Regions from separate parts of the Mus musculus genome. Here region 1 is linked to region 2. The links are chromatin contacts, called in public HiChIP or PLAC-seq maps. All regions are on one chromosome and are shown on one strand. The core of a region is the stretch at or near the end of the contact, and the rest is flanking DNA. Distances in the headings are between cores, read along the strand shown. Region 1 overlaps Gm33037 (a long non-coding RNA gene). Region 2 overlaps Gm33037 (a long non-coding RNA gene).

The links. HiChIP or PLAC-seq counts read pairs in DNA pulled down with a chosen protein or histone mark.
Region 1: a FOXA1 HiChIP or PLAC-seq map of pancreatic cancer cells shows a contact between it and region 2. The contact joins two enhancer-like sites. A contact is called at or near these places in 1 of 15 datasets of contacts at CTCF or cohesin (the NIH/3T3 cell line), 4 of 484 Hi-C or Micro-C datasets (the C2C12 cell line, the HL-1 cell line, adipose-derived mesenchymal stem cells and 1 more) and 3 of 115 datasets of contacts at active chromatin or transcription factors (embryonic stem cells and pancreatic cancer cells).

The regions. Positions count from the first base shown.
Region 1 is chr12:8,180,509-8,183,208 of GRCm38.p6, reverse strand. The region is part of intron 1 of Gm33037 (a long non-coding RNA gene); the gene reads left to right. Among named protein-coding and RNA genes, the nearest start is that of Ldah, 26 kb to the left of the region's middle. Within about 2 kb of position 1,313, at least 18 of the 459 cell types and tissues checked have an H3K27ac peak or open chromatin away from gene starts, as enhancers often do. A contact at or near this core is called in the C2C12 cell line, the HL-1 cell line and pancreatic cancer cells, where this site is marked.
Region 2 is chr12:8,069,578-8,072,277 of GRCm38.p6, reverse strand. All of the region lies in intron 2 of Gm33037 (a long non-coding RNA gene), which reads left to right. Among named protein-coding and RNA genes, the nearest start is that of Apob, 93 kb to the right of the region's middle. Within about 2 kb of position 1,312, at least 36 of the 459 cell types and tissues checked have an H3K27ac peak or open chromatin away from gene starts, as enhancers often do. A contact at or near this core is called in the C2C12 cell line, the HL-1 cell line and pancreatic cancer cells, where this site is marked.

The DNA of each region.
Region 1 (2,700 bases), core at 64-2,563, 110 kb before region 2:
GCTGTGTTTTGTTCACCACTGATGTCAAGTTTGGTCATATATCTTACTTTGACAATGGAATGTTGATATATGGCTTATTGTGGGAGACAGGTCACGATTGTGGTAGTCTGTTATTATATGTATGGTTGTTTTGCCTACCTGAATGTCTGTGTACCACATGCATGCTAGGTGCCTGCAGCAGCAAGAAGTCGGTGTCAGCTCCCTTGGAACTGGAGTCACACATGGTTGTGAGTTACCATGTGGGTGCTAAGCATCAAACCCAGATCTTCTGGAAGCACCAGCGCTCTTACCTACTGAGCAGTCTCTCCCACTCCTGTCATTGAGCTTTTTTTTTTTTTTTAAAGAGTCCATTTATTTTAATTTTATATGTGTGAACATTTTGTCTGTCTGTCTGTTTTATACCATATGCATGCCTAATGCCCAAAGAGGCCAGAAGAGATGTCAGATCCCTTAGGACTGAAGTAACAGGTGGTTGTGACCTATCGCCTCTGTTCTGGCAACCAAACCTGGGTTCTCTGCAAGAGCAACAAGTGTTCTTAACCACTGAGCCATCCCTCCAGCCACTGAGTCTTTGCTTTTATGGTACACTTGTGGATATATTTATGATTTTCTTGATACTTACTGAGTATTTGATGAGAAAAGTTTTTCTTTTTTTTTCTTTTTCTTTTTTTTTTAATTAGGTATTTTCCTCGTTTACATTTTCAATGCTATCCCAAAAGTCCCCCATACCCCCCCAATCCCCTACCCACCCACTCCCCCTTTTTGGCCCTGGGGTTCCCCTGTACTGGGGCATATAAAGTTTGCAAGTCCAATGGGCCTCTCTTTGCAGTGATGGCCGACTAGGCCATCTGAGAAAAGTTTTTCTATTTCAATCCTGTTATATCAACCCAGAGACAAAAAGGACACTATCTCTTGTTTGCAGTTTTAATTATAATCTCAAGAACAATTGGAAAGTAACTTATGATCAAAATGATATGTACCTTTACAAATGGAATTTCCTATGACTGTCAGAAGTGTAAACAGGATGAAATCTGAATATCATTACATTTCTCCTAAATATGGAAAAGAAAGTATTCTAGCATTTTATTGAAGATATAATCTAGAACAGTGGTTTCAGCTTTCCTATTTCTGCAACTCTTTAATACAGTTCCTCACATTGTGGTGACCTCCAACCATAAAATTATCTTTATTGTACTTAGTAACTGTAACATTGCTACTGTTATGAATCATAATGTAAATATCTGTGTTTCCTGATGGTATAAGGCAACCCTTGTGGGAGGATCATTTGAGTCCCCTAAGGGGTCATGACTCACAAGTTGAGAATCACTGATCTAGAAGTTAGGCAATATTTAAAGATTTCAATGTGAACCTCATACTTTCATACCACATACATTTAAATATTTTATTTATTTATTTATTATTTTATGTGTGCATAAGAGGGCATGTGTGCCATGGTGTGTGTGTGTGTGTGTAGGCCAAAGAACAACTTTATCAATTTGATTTTCTCCTCTATATAAAGGTGGATTGAACCCGGATCCCAGGCTTGCAGGGTAAGCACTTTTATCCACAGTACTATTTCTGTGGTTCTCACAGCACACGATTGTTTTAATATTATGTCTCCTAGACAGACCTAAGAAAATACAACAGGTGTTAAAAATACTTTAAAATAGTGTGTTTTTTGTTTGTCTTCTACCTTCTGCACCAAGGTTGTTTTATGTGGAAAATCTGGCACAAGTGGAAACTTGGTTAATTTTTTGACTTTGTTCTTAGAAATCCAAATGTTCTCCTTGGTAGTACAAATATGAGTTTTAGTAGGCTAATCTCTGAGGAATCAGATATGCCCAGGGAAAAGAATCTAGAGAGGAACTGAAGCCGAGGGCCATATGATTCACATTATTAGTACTTTCCATGTAATAACTGTACACATTGTTATCATTAGCAACACTATTTCAATCACGGATATCAGCAAGTTCAGAAGAGATCATTTCTGAATTGTCTCTATTACACTGTGATCAAGAGGAAAAAGTCCAAGTCCGGGTTTTCCTTTAGTGTTGCTTCTGACGTTTTAAAATAGACTCATTTTCTGTGGTTTCATGTGACCTGTTACATGTGTCGCTGGATGGCAAGGAGGCCTGTCTCTCATTAGCACTTCCGCTAGTACTTGAGAAATATATCCTGTAAGGAAAAAACAAAGGGCTCCAATCGTCCCTCCCTGAATTTAAAAGCATTTCATTTTTTTGTTTTGCTTTTTGAGAATTTGGGGGACACCATCTCTAATTTTAGCTGCACACTCCCCACAGATGATAAAACGAACACTCTATCTGACGAAACATGTTTCTCTTTGATCCTAAAAATGGTTTTTGATTAAAAAATTGGCTCTCTATTATGTTAAGGGTGAGATAGGATTAGCTCCCTGTGGGGAAGGAGACAGGTCTATAAAAGACAGAACAAAAGAATAGGTTTGCGATAAATCTGTTACTTAACAGAATTGTATTTTACTTTTGGCAAATATTTATTAATTGTGCATAGTACTATAGCTGATCAGCTCATGCTGTGTGCATGTTTGGGAAACAGCATGCTGAAATCCATTGCTTATTTCTACTCATCTCTTCATTTTACATCCTCCACCTTTCCAGTTTTCCTACATCCCAATAATCATTAAGAGACTTTCCCTCTGTCTCTCTGTCTCTTTCACTGTCT
Region 2 (2,700 bases), core at 63-2,562:
AAGTTAGCACAGAATTGGACTTGCAGCCTTGCAACTATCCGTCTTGTGGTCACAATTTACATAGGCAATTCTAATTCTTCTGTATAATTAATGACTCATATGTTATATCCTGGAGCCACATGGAAAGGTTTTTCGGGTTACCTGCTGTTCTGTATTATCCATGCTTAAATCTTACACTAATGCATGTGATTAAGAGTTACTTCTGCTTTGTCAGTTGAACCAAATTGAGAGGGTAGGAGGGAAATGTTAGCTCCACATTGCACATTGACGGGTGTGGATGTGTGTGTGTGTGTGTGTGTGTGTGTGTGTGTGTGTGTGTGTGTCTGTCTGTCTGTCTCTGTCTGTCTGTGTGTGTGTGTGTGTCTGTTTGACTCTGTCTCTGCATATGTGTGTGTGTATATGTGTCTGTCTGTTTGTCTGTCTGTCTGTCTGTCTGTCTCTGTCTCTGTCTCTGTCTCTGTGTGTGTGTGTTATTGTGATACCACTGGGGCCAAGGAGGTCAGGATGGTAAGGACTGGTTCTGAGAGGGATCTATGCATTTAAAATATTTTATCTGCGAAGTTATTGGTATTTGGGTAAACTGCAGAGAAAACTTTTGTCCATATGGGAAAAATATTTGAGAGAGGCTTTTTTTAATTGCCCTGGGGCCCATCAGCTCTGTAGCCAGCAGGTTTGAGTGGAGTTTTTCCTGCAGTGAAGCTGTTAGCACACTGTCAGTTCAGGACAATCAGGACCAGTCTCAGCCTTCTGCGGTAGAAGCAGGAACCACGAAGGAATTGCTTTATGTGACACTGACTACTGGATAGACCTGCTTAAAGCCTGTCAATCAAAGACATCTCTTCAGAACTGGATCAAGGGAGGTCAAGGCGAAAGAATGTTTTAGGATTTTCTCTGTTAAAGAGGGTTGGCCGTGCCTAGGGCCAAGTGTGCAGTGGTAGAGGAAACTGAGAATTTTATGGTGTCTTCTGCCTTGCTGCTCTGGGTTCAAGCCTGTTTCAGCTCTACATATTTCCTGTGGGTTCTGTAGACTATCCAAGTCCTACTTTTCCTAACAGCCCATCTCTACTTAGATCTATCAGTGTTGACTTCTGTCTTATGTGACTAAGGGTCCTGAGAGGACTTCTCTCTCTTTATGGTCACTGTGACCCTTTCTGGAAAGCAAATAAACCGTCTCCCTGGTGGAGGGGAGAGAGGAAGCCTTTATTTTTGATCCCTGTTTGCCCATTTCCTTGGCATAAATACTTTCACCCACAGGCAATTATGAAATGCCAACTCCTTAACTCAGACCTTACAACATTCCTGAGCACGTATTCATTGGAAGCGATCCCAGACAGCTCCAGCACTGCCACTGCGTCTTGCAATCCGGAGGCTCAGCACAGGGCAAGAAGGGTGTTGCTGGAATATGACTTTTACAATTAAGGTTACACCTTTACAGAACGGATTGTATAGCATCCAGAGAGACAAGGTGAACAAAATCTAGTTGGTGAACATGGGAATTAGAGTTGAGGCCGGGGCCCAACACTGTGCAATAAATCACTGTGAGCCTCTTTCCTCTATGGGAAGGGGTATGTGTTAGCTTCTATGCTCTTTACACTTAACAGAAACAGCTTAGGGGAGGGAGACAGGATTTGTTTTGGCTCATGGTTTCAAACATTTCCCTCCATTCATCTATCCATCCATCTATTCTTGCTTGGTCTCCTGTACCTGAGCAGGATGCTATAGTCATGGGAGTGTATAGTGGAAAGAAGATACCTGCTGCATGACTAACCAGAAATAAGAGAGATGGAAATGCTTTTCCTTGCCTGCCTTTCTCCTTTCTTCTTTTATTTCTTCTGGACTCTAGCCTCTGAGATGGTATTGTCCACACTCAGGGAAGGTCTTCCCTGGAAGCAATCTCATAGACAAATCTAGGGCCATATGTTATCAGTCTCCTGGGTGACTTCAAATCTAGACAAGTTGACAATGAAAACTAATTATTACAGTTTTGACTATAAACCCTGATTATCTTTGTTTTGACTCTAAACCCTGATTATTAGGATGGCACCTGCCGTGGTAATGTCGTAAAGTCCTTCTGATAAGCAGGCCCTCTGTGTGAAAGCCACGGGAAGATAGTTCTGCAGGGAAAGCTGGAGCCGAGGGACCGATTCTCAGGGGAGCATCTCACAGTACACGCTTGGAAGCATTGGCGCAGGAAAGGTCTGCTGTGTGTCTGTGCAGTGTGCATGCTGTGGTGGAATTGGACCCTGGGGGCTTTCAGCTCTGTGTGGCTCCAGGCATGTGTCTTAGATTACTGGTCCTCAGCGGGTGAGCAGACAGCAAAACCCCGTGTTAGAGGACATGACAAGGATTTGAATGTTTAATAAGAAAAGGATGGTCAAAACATGCTACAAGAAATCCACAAAATGTCACTGGCATCAACTGTCTTGTTCCCTCTGGCGTGTGTTGACAGGGTTTTGTAAATAGTCTGATTAATCCATGGCCTCTTGTGACCTAGAAATTCACAATTGGGATTTGGTTTGTTCCCGGGACTTAACATGTTGGCCAGTCAAAGGGGGCACATGATGATTTCCTGGCCTTAACAACAGAAAAACCTTGAAAATAGCTTATGGGCTTCCAAGAGCCACTGGCATCCACACGCTAGCAAAGGTCACCCTCCTTGGAGGTCTGAGATACCTGGTATTCTATGACGTGTGGGGTTTC